Regions from separate parts of the Arachis hypogaea genome. Here region 2 is linked to region 1. The links are chromatin contacts, called in public Hi-C maps. All regions are on one chromosome and are shown on one strand. Each heading gives the region's core, a stretch centred on a gene start, on an enhancer-like site or on the middle of the called end of the contact. The rest is flanking DNA. Distances are from core to core; before and after follow the strand shown.

Evidence for each region. Hi-C and Micro-C count contacts between places; a contact is called where the count stands out from the background.
Region 2: a contact with region 1 is called in a Hi-C map of an unstated tissue, with 6 times the contacts expected there. The contact joins the enhancer-like site here to the promoter of LOC112734103 in region 1. A contact is called at or near these places in 4 of 8 Hi-C or Micro-C datasets (leaf and an unstated tissue).

The regions. Positions count from the first base shown.
Region 1 is chr3:135,405,961-135,411,564 of arahy.Tifrunner.gnm2.J5K5, forward strand. LOC112734103 (expansin-A1) reads right to left here and starts at 2,692. Exons shown (of 3, transcript XM_025783309.3): 1 at 2,341-2,692; 2 at 1,919-2,231; 3 at 966-1,797. The coding sequence starts at 2,470. The coding sequence ends at 1,491.
Region 2 is chr3:135,439,008-135,444,611 of arahy.Tifrunner.gnm2.J5K5, forward strand. No RefSeq gene overlaps it. Among protein-coding and RNA genes, the nearest start is that of LOC112734107, 16 kb to the right of the region's middle. Within about 2 kb of position 2,439, at least 1 of the 3 cell types and tissues checked has open chromatin away from gene starts, as enhancers often do.

The DNA.
Region 1 (5,604 bases), core at 1,442-3,941:
TTTTTGTAGAATGAAATCAAGGAAAAAGATTGGCCGATTGGGGCTTTTCAATTTGTCGATGCGAATACTGGGGGAAAAAAGGCCCAACTTGGTCTAAGAAACCACGAGAAAAGGGACCGCCAAAGAAAAAGAGGCTTATGTTATGGGCGTTAACATGTGCATCCGATGTCTTAACATCTGCTTTTCTAGTTTTCTTCATGGATCCGCAACTAGATTTATAAAAATAGTGTTACTTAACAGTTAATTCTCCTAATGAAGTGCACAGTTAAGTAAAGTGCACATGGGGACAGGGGACATCTGCTCCCGGAACCCTAGTTCAAATTTCAATGGCTATCATTATTTTAATCGGTAAAATAAATTTCTAAAATTTGAGGGGTCAAGCAAACTACTAATAAATATTAATATTTTTGTGCTCTTCTTGCTATTGACTATTGAGTATCCTATGATGTGATGACCTATTTCTATATGAAAATTGCTCAAATTTATTTTACATGACATATGCATTAACTAAAACTATCACTTTTTTTTTATTTTTTACCAAAAATAAGAGACTCAAACCCGCAACCTCTTAATTGAGTATGAAAAGACTATGTCATTTGAGCTTATAATTCATTGGCAACTAAAACTATCACTCTTGCTAATTGAAAACCTATCGTAATAATAATGTAGGCCCCATTTTTGTGATGCTGTCTCAAACTGTATTTCCTTGGTCACATACAGATCCGAAACATGAGCACAAAGATTGTTTATATTTCAACTTCATGTGTGGCCCATGTTATTAGGCCCTTAGGAATCAAATCTTTACCCATCTTGAGAAGTCTTGATTTGCTTTACTCAGCCGAAGAGAACAATTATTACTACTTTCCTTTTTGTCTTCTAATTCTTTTTAAAAAAATATTATCCTTCTTTTCTTTTAAAAATAGGTAAATGGATATATGGGCAATAAGAAATAAAATACAAAGGAGTAGTTAATAACAGAAACTTTCCATTAGGAAAATTTACACTACAATATTCTCCCATAAAACTAGACATACTCCAAGAGCAAACAATGCTCACAACACGCCCAATAAAGCGGAAAAAGTAACCCCACTACTAATGGCGGGTGGTAACCATAATAGAATCCACCTCTTCCAATTTAGTAGTTGTTCACCCATAATAAAAATATTAAAAAGAAAGTTCCACCCCCTGCTAGCTTCTATTTAGTAGCAGGAAGGTTCACAAAAAGCTTTTCCGAAAAGTGAAGGGCCAATTTAACAAGAGGGTCCCCCCAACTTCTCCATAACACAAGATAAAAACTTAAAAATTGAAGGACCATTTTAAAATAAGCCCTTCTCAAAACCCTAGAAAGCCAAATTTTAAAAAGACCAGAGGCTTGACCCCATGACTATTACTAGTAGCATACTATCTAATACCCTAGTATACTATTTTAGGTCACATACTACGTATGTATATATGTAAAAATTTGAGTTGGACTTTTGACCATAAGGACCCTAGTGGAATTGAGCACCAGTGTAGGTTTGGCCAAAGGTCCAACCAGCTGGGGCAACATTGTTAGAGACCACTGTACGGCCATCACTTGTAGTGACCTTGAATGAGAGGCTTTGGCCATTGAGGTAGTTGTTGCTCTGCCAGTTTTGTCCCCAGTTTCTTGACATTGGCATCCAACCGGTTTTTGAACCCTTGATGGACACAGAATGAACATCACCAGCACCACCAACGTTTGTGATTAGTACTAGGTTGAAGTAGGAATGACCATTAATAGTGAACCTTATTCCTCCTCTTCTCCTGCATGCCACCCTATGAAACCATAAAAGGACACACCTTCAGCACTCTTTGAAAAACCATTCACCAAAATTAACAAACCCTAAACCATAAATAAGCCCAATTTGGGAATTTGATAAAGATAGTAACTTTATACCTCCTGTAAGCGACAGGGACTATTCCAGCTTTGTATTGAGCAATGCGGAGGAACACAGGCTGAGCTAGATCAAAGTGGTGAAGAGGAGGGTTGCACCACCCACCTGCATTGTTTGGCAATGCATTGTTTGGAGGGCAGAAATTAGTGGCAGTGACCACAATGGAGCCAGGGAGGCACCATTTCTGGTCATTCACACACTTAATCTCATAGCAAGAGCCACAGCTCAAGCCATTGTTGAAAAGTGCAGTGCTCAAAGCAGCAGTGGTTGTTCCGTACCCCTGGCTATAGAGGTTTCCATATCCACAAGCCCCACCTGAAACAAACACAACAAATGTTCATGACCCATTAAAAGTTACTCAAATGGGGTTGCAAAAAATTGAAGCTTTTAGAAAAATACAAAACAAAAATGAGTGCATGCATACCCATTGTCCCTGATGCATCACCCCCGCCATAGAAGGTAGCATGAGCATTGGTCCATCCTGCTCCACCATTGGCGTAAGCTGAGGAGAACATAGTAAGAAAACTAACCAAGAGAAACCCAATGAGAGCCATTTTCCTTTCCTTATACTAAAGGGAATTAATTTTGATATTATGGGGACAACAAAAGAGGGGGCTAGCTGCTGCAGCAACACGGGAGAGATAAATGTGATTGTGAAGCAGAGGAGTGAGGAAAAATGGTTGGCAGTGGTACCTAATTTATAGAGGTTTGAGGGGTTTGGACTTTGGAGGGTAGCATAGGGCCACAATCAAAACTTTAACTAACTCTTTTGAACTGTTTGAACCGAAGAATACCGCTAGGGACATAAAGTGGATTGTATTATTTAAGAATTGACATGTATTATATTATATATATATATATATATATATTAAATAACATAAACAAAGTAGTGCAAGAAAGGCAGTAGATTTACCAAGAAGTAATAGTTCAAATGACATAGTCTCCACATACTCAATTAAGAGGTTGCGGGTTCGAGTCTCCATATCTTCGATAAAAAAAAAAGCAGTAGATTTTTATCACTTAATATTTTTTAACATAAATCTAAAAAAAATTCGAATATAATAAAGTGTTAAAAATTAAATACATAACAAATAACATCTTTATATTTTATATTTTTAATAGACTTATCAAGTATATAGCATTATTGTTTGTGTAGTGTAAGTGTATATTTAAGGGGAATTTTTTGGATGAAAAATAAAAATGGTAGTTAATTTTTAAAAAAAAAATGTATATTATGCATAATGTTTTTATTTTTTAAAATTTTAATTAACTTGTGTCTTAGAAATATATGTTAAAATTATAAAGTTAGAGGTTTTTTTAATTAAAAAGTAATGTATTTAAGTATGTATGAAAGAGTGCAAGTGGGAAAGAGGTCAATTTTTGATGGTGCAAAAGAGTGTTGTGTGGCTACGGGCTACTGGGAAGAAAAAACCGTGAGGTTGAATAGCCATGTGAGCGGGAAATCTGCAAAATCCAAGTGGGCCATAGCAGTAATAGCACTGATAGCTTCCAAGCTTCCACAGGCACATGCACCCAATTCATCATTTGACACAAATACCCCTCTGCTTCTAGGTTTTACAATTTACACTACTATGCCCATGGGTCCCAAACTCTTTTTCTCGAATTTGGATCCCTAAAATTTGAATTTCACTTTAGAGAGTAAAGTGTGATCTCTCACTATTAATTTTATAAGTTGGACCAAGAATAAATATGAAAGAGAAACTATTCAAGGATAGAAGATCATACTTTATTCTTTAAAGTAAAATTTAAATTTTAGAGGATCAAAATCCCTCTTTCTCCTTTCCACATTACCATTTATGTTTTTTTTTTTTTTCTTTTCTAGTATAGCTTTATTTTTATTATATTGTCCCAAAATATTGTGGAAATATTTTTCCTTTGAATTAAATCAAACGTGTGAAATTAAGAAAAATAAAAGTTTAAGTGCATAACATGTAATATTTTATCATTCTTTTGTGCTATTTGAACCATAAAATGTTAGGAGAACCTGTGTATTCCTTATTTTTTTAACAAATTTTTTACACATTTAAATATTATTGTCATTCAAATTTAATCAAGTAGATTTAACACCAATAAAAACTACTCTCATTAAAAGAGCGTGATTATACGCACGGTATGTTATTGTTGTCGTCATCATCGTCTTCTTCTTCGCATTCCTCCTTCTCCTCCTCCTTCGCGTTCTTCCTTCTCTATTTTCTCCTCCTCCTCCTTCTTTTTGTTCATTCTTCTTTGCGTTCTTTATTCTTCCTCACATTATGTGTTTTGAATTGTGCAAAACAACGAGACCAAATGCACCTTGATTCACTCAGAAATGAACCGACATTACATCTAAAATAAATCTAAATTACTTAATGATGATGATACACAAACAAACTTGTTTCAAAAGAAGCACAGACCAAGTGTACCTTATTTAAATCCAAAATGAACCTAAATTACTTAATGATTGCGTTCGAAAACAAGCACACAAACAAAATTGAATGATTAGAAACAGAAATGAACTGAAATTACATCCAGAATGAACCGAAAATTAAATTTCGAATGAACCGAAATTACTTAATGATGACGATACACAAACAAACTCGTTTCAAAATAAGCACAGACCAATTGCACCTTATTTGAATCCAGAATTAACCGAAATTACTTAATGCATTCGAAAACAAGCATACAAACAAACTTGAATCATTAACAAAAAACTCATCCAAATCCATCAAGTGATTTTGCAGCATTATGCGTTTCTTCTTTTTTATTTTATTTTTTCATGTTTTTCACTTGATGTTGTTGATAAGAATTGATCAAATTTTTTATTCCTTAAATAATTTCGATTCATTCATTAGTTTAATTGAGGTTTATTTGGATCTATAAATGAGTTCGACGTGTTTTTATTGATAATTGAGTCTTTTTGACTACTTGTTCAAATTTGAACAAATTTCGGTTCATTTGTGTGTTAATTGAGATTCACTTAATGCTACTGATAAGTATTAACTAAATTTTTTATTCCTTAAGTAATTTTGGTTCATTTCTTAGTTTAGTTATGGTTTGTAACATTCCAAACCACTCGCTAGCACGATATTGTCTGCTTTGGCACATAAGGCCTCATGGTTTTGCCTTTGACGATAGGGATGATAGCCGAAACCCCACACATTCACTCATCAAAACGCGTCATGCTAGGGAAAGGTATCCACACCCTTATAAGGCATGCTTCATTCCCCTTCCCAACCGATGTGGGACCTTACAATCCACCCCCTAAGGGAGCCCAGCGCCCTCGCTGGCACATCGATCCGGGCTCCGTCTCTGATACCATCTGTAACAGCCCAGACCACCCGTTAGCACGATATTGTCCGTTTTTGCACACAAGGCCTCACGGTTTTTCCTTTGACGATAGGGATGATAGCCAAAGCCCTCACACTCACTCGTCAAAACGCATCATGTTAGAGAAAGGTATCTACACCCTTATAAGGCATGCTTCGTTTCCCTCCCCAACCGATGTTGGACCTTACAATCCACCCCATAAGGGAGCCCAGCGCCCTCGCTGGCACATCGATCCGGGCTCCGACTCTGATACCATCTGTAACAGCCCAGACCACCCGCTAGCACGATATTGTCCGCTTTGACACACAAGGCCTCACGATTTTGCCTTTGACGATAGCGATGATAGCCAAAACCCCCCACA
Region 2 (5,604 bases), core at 1,189-3,688, 33 kb after region 1:
GAACACATAACAATCACGTGAATCAAATGACAAACACTAGTGAACTGAACACCAATCATGTGCTGAATAAAACGTGATAAACATTCAATCATCAAGTAAATTATTTCTGTATGCAAAAGGACTCAATTAAACACACTAATAATCAAATGAATTAAAATAACCAACTCTACTGAACTGAATTTCATTGATGTTCTGAATAAAACTTGATAAACATTCAATCAGCAAGAAAAATATTTCTGCATGCAAAAGAACTCAACTGAACGCACTAACAATCAGGTGAATCAAATGAGAAACACTTATGAACCGAATACTAATCATGCGCTGAATATAACGTGATAAGCATTCAATCATCAAGTAAATCATTTCTGCATGCAAAAGAACTCAACTGAACGCACTAACAATCAGGTGAATCAAATGACAAACACCAATGAACCGAATACCAATCATGTGTAGAATAAAACGTGATAAACATTCAATCATCAAGTAAATTATTTCTGCATGCAAAAGGACTCAACTAAACACACTAACAATCAAATGAATGAAAATGAGCAACTCCACTAAACAGAAAGAAAATAAGAACATATTTCCATTCCTATGCCCTAGTTACGCCAAAAAAATAGAATCAGACTAAGTCAATCTACTAAACGAAGTAACTCAATTCAGTAAACCTAAAATACAACTAAGAGAAATGCGAGATTGTAAGATTTTAAATGAACAGTAATTTTTATGATACCTTTCGCAGTCTCTGTTCTTGTTTTCGTTCGTTTTTTCTTCTTCCTTTCGAAATCTTCTCGTGATTCTTCTCCAGTAACGATTTTCGCAGAGAACACGAGTGAAGTTTGAGAGATTTTAAGACAGATTCGAATTTCTTAAGTAGCGGTTTCAATGTTGAAGAAGGAACGTTGTTTCATATTCAAGGCGCGAATGGATATGTTAACGTTTCGTGCGTTTGGGTGCGTGGAGTCACATTTCATTTAATGATATTATATTTTTTTGATATTGGGCCAGCTTGAATGAACTTGGATAAAAAATTATATGAATGTGTAACATGACTGTTTATATATATATATATATATATATATATATATATATATATATATAATATTGGCCTCTTTTTTCTTTTAACATGTTAACTTGAGGTATGAATTAACAAAGGTATATATATAAAGAAATTGGATTTTTTATTTTAATAAATAAAATAAATGTAATAATTGTTAAAATAAATAATTTTAAAATTTATTACTGAAATTTGTGACATTCTCTTATCTCGTTTACAGTGTAAACGAGATAAGAGAGGGCGACAGCTATATATACAACTCGTTGACAGCGTTTGACCGGGCACCAGTTTGAACTTTTCAACCACTTTCTCCTCTCTTTTACTCCTTTCTGACCATATAATCAATAAATACGACGATGGCGCACGCAGCTAATAAAGACGGAGACATCAACAGGCTGAACGAGACTTCGCAATGTCGGGGCAGTCGACTTTGCAGTTAGTTATGTTTTGTTAAATTTTATGCAATCCCATATAGATATATGTCTGTATATAGCCATGGTTAGGGTAGTCATCAAGAATTAGAATATTGCTTGTATAGTTAGGAATAAGTCACTAATAAAAATTTGGAACTCTTTTATTTCACTTGTGTTAGGTTGTTACTACATAATTATTAATTTGGAACTCTATTTTATTTCTTTTAATTTCATCAAATTTATAATTGAATTTTTTATATTTTTTAATTTAGTTATTATACTCCTTTTAATTTTATAAATAGATTTTTTTATGTCAAACATATTAAAACTAACAGAATGATATTTTTTTTTGAAAAATATGTAACTAAATATCTAATTATGTTCTTAATTATAAAATCTATAATTTTTAAAAAAGCATTTATTTAACAAAAAAAATTTATACTGAAAAGATCTAATTACAAAATTTAAAACAGTGTAAAAATTTAATAGAAAAAATATAGAAACCTATTTAAAAATTTAGTGATATTATAAGGATAGTTAAACTTAAAAGAACAAATAAAAGTTTTAAAATTACTTATTGATAATTGTGAACATTTTTTTTTTCAGAGGCCTCGCCTTCTATTGTCCCGATGAGTGAGTCATACCCTTCCTCCACCCGACGCCATCGTCCCGTATCTGAGGGAGGCTGGATTCGATGACACGGTACCTCTCAGGAATTTTACATTCGACAATGCCTTGATTACGGCATTCGTGGAGCGATGGCATCCGGAGACACACACATTTCATCTCCTGTGGGGTGAGGTCACTATCACCCTGCAGGACGTAGTGTACCACCTAGGTCTATCCCACGGGGACCCTATTGGGGGTGCTTCTGTGACTTCGATAGGTGGTACCAAACAGAGATGTGGCAGCTAATGGAGCGGCTGATGGGTGCTAGGCCTCCGGTGGCTCCACAGCAAGCGGTGCAAAGGAAGGAGTCGTTCACGCTGAAACTCGTATGGCTGCGGGATCGTGTCTGGCAGATGCCCCTTACGGACGACCCAGAGACCCTCTAACAGTACGCTAGATGCTACATCATGTTACTGATCGGAGAATATATGATGACGGACAAGTCGAACAACTTAGTCCACCTGTGTTGGCTCTCACTTCTTGAGGACTTTGGGTGGTGTCGGGCGTTGTCTTGGAGCTCGGCCGTGCTGGCCTGGACGTACTAGTCACTGTGCTTGGCGGCACACCGAGTAGTCACGAACATCGATGATTGTACTCTGCTGTTGATGTCCTGTATATACCAGAGATTTTCTCAGTAATGTCCACCGGAGCGAGCTATCTATATGTATCCTATGACTGCGAGGTAACCACTGTTTATTAATTTATTTAGTAATTAATTCGTTTACACGGTAAAGGATTTGGATCCTCTAAATTTTGAATTTCACTTTAGAGAGTAAAGTTTGATTTCTCACCATTTATTTCATAGGTGGGACCAAAAAAAATGAGAGAGAAATCATTCAAGAGTTAGAGATCAGACTTTATTCTCTAAAGTGAAATTCAAAATTTAGAGGATCCAAATCCCACGGTGAACGAGATAATTTTACACGTATCTCGTTTACAGTCTAAATGAAATACGTGTAAAATTATCTCGTTCACAGTGTGAACAAGATAAGTGAAAGTGACAGATTTTGATAATAAATTTTAAAATTATTTATTTTAGTAATTATTATATTTATTTTATTTATTAAAATAAAAAATCCTAAAAAAAAAAAGATTACACATGTAACAAAATCCCTTATGCCGCAACTTCAATGGAACCCATCCACTTCAAAATTTAAAGCTAGCTCAGCAATGACAAGTTGTGCAAACAGCAAATAGTCAAATTTCTTGTGCTTTCCAGCTTAGGATTAGGTGTGTATCTAATCTTTATATCGAATTCCCATTTTTTTTTTCTGTCTATGTCAAATTCTCATTTAATTGTTAGGTGTATTTTATGAACTTCATCTTCATGTGTTATTCTTAATTAAATATATCTCTCTCTAATGTAACCAAAATTGACGTTAATTATAGCTAGCTGGCAACAACAATTTTCTTTGAAAATGAATTATACAAAGAGATTATCAAACATTGATCAGCTACACTATATATGTATGTTTTCATTTCACCCTCACAACCTTTGTGGTACATATATAATCAAGTTATCCACGAAGAAGAATTACCCTTCTGGTTAATATATCATTAATCAAAGAGATTAAGATTTGAACCATTTGGTATAGTGTTTTTTTTTTTTTTAACAAATATAGGGAGGCTCGAACCTGCAACATTTTAGGTGAGTATGGAGAGACTATGTCATTTGAGTTATAACTCATTGGCCATTCAGTATAGTGTTTAAGCTGCATGATTTTATCAAAAGCACTAATTAATGATGATAGTTATAGGAATACAGTCAGAGGCAAGAATTTGACACCAATAATATAATAGATAAAATTGTTATTTGTACATTAAAATTAGTCATTATATATTTATATTTATATATGTAGTTTAACTCATTTTTAATGTGTATTTTGTATTTTAAAGTGTATTAGGTATTGTAAAAATATTATTTATACATTAAAATTAGTCACTAAAATTAGTCATAATATATTTATGTATAAATACATATGTAATTTAATTTATTTTCAGTGTATATTTATATTCTAATATATATTTTATACTTACGACTAATTTTAGTGATCGATTTTAATATATATATATATATATATATATATATAGCATGATTGTATATACTAACTAATTTTGATATATTACTAGCATAATTATATAATGGGTTATCACAATTCACAAACTTATTATAAATTAAATAACTGAAGGAAAGTATCAGCCCCTGTTTTTTCCACGCCCATGTGGGATGTTGTTTAAAGTGATTAACTGATTATCGCATAATCATATCTTGGGGTGACTCTTGTGATCACTAAAAGGAACAAAATCATTAAGCATTTCCCTCCAATTTCAATTTTCCCAAAGCATAGCTTTTACTAGCATTCAAACTTAAAGAGTAACTATCGTGAATATTCTATTGAGTGGCACGTTTCTTAAAAAAATGGGTTTTCCTCACTAGTTAAAAGAAAGAAAAAATGGAACCGCAAGAAAATCCTTCGTAGGTAGATAAGATTGAATGGCAAAACAGATTTCTTTATGGAAGAGCAGCTTTACTTTACGAGTCCCACACAATTCACATAAAGGCATTGGGCATGCACGACCAAAACACATACCAACTTTCAAAGCTTGGCCTAATGGGTTGCTCAGTGCGCGTGAACAAATATACCTTAATTATTCCTACAATGTGGGAGAGCATTTGATAGCATGTGAGAGGGAGTAAAATATAATGTTGGTTAAATATGCATGCATATGAAGCCTTTGCATTGAAAAGTAGGATTTACTTTGAAAAAAGGAAAGGAAGCTGTATCTTTAGATTAATTTTAACTCCTCAACATTGTTGGATAACTTTAAATTAGAAAAATAGTAAAACTAAGTTGCCATTAGATACTCTGAATTCAGAGTAATTTTAGCCCCTCAAAATTATTAGACAACTTGAAATTAGAATAATAAAATTGTGTGTCACACACTTTTTATATAAATTATACATATATCTTTTTTCAATTCAAACTTTTACGGTTGCCGCCGGTTAAAGTTTACCAATTTTGAATTTGAAATAACATACTTTTATCTCTTTTCTTTTTATTTTCTCCCTTTTTTTTTCTCCAACTAACTGACCTAATTTAGAGAAGATTTTGCATCCCTAGAGCATATGTTGGCTTTGTTTGTTTGAAATAAAGTGGAAAAAAGATAGTGGGAGAAAGAAAAATAGAAAAGAAGTGGATTAATTTAGGAGTTAATAGTCAAATTCGTTCCTAAAAGATCATTTATTTTTTAAATTAGTCTTCAAATAATTTTTTTAGTTATATTAATCCTTAAAAGAAGTTATTTTAAATAAATATAGTAGTTATTTAAAAAAAACTATATTAAAATATTAAGATGAGTAATTACCCAAATCAGTCTCTAAAAATTTTAAAAGTTAACATTTTAGTCTCCAAGAAAAATTAATACACAGATCAATCCCAAGGTTTTACTCTGACAGACAAATCA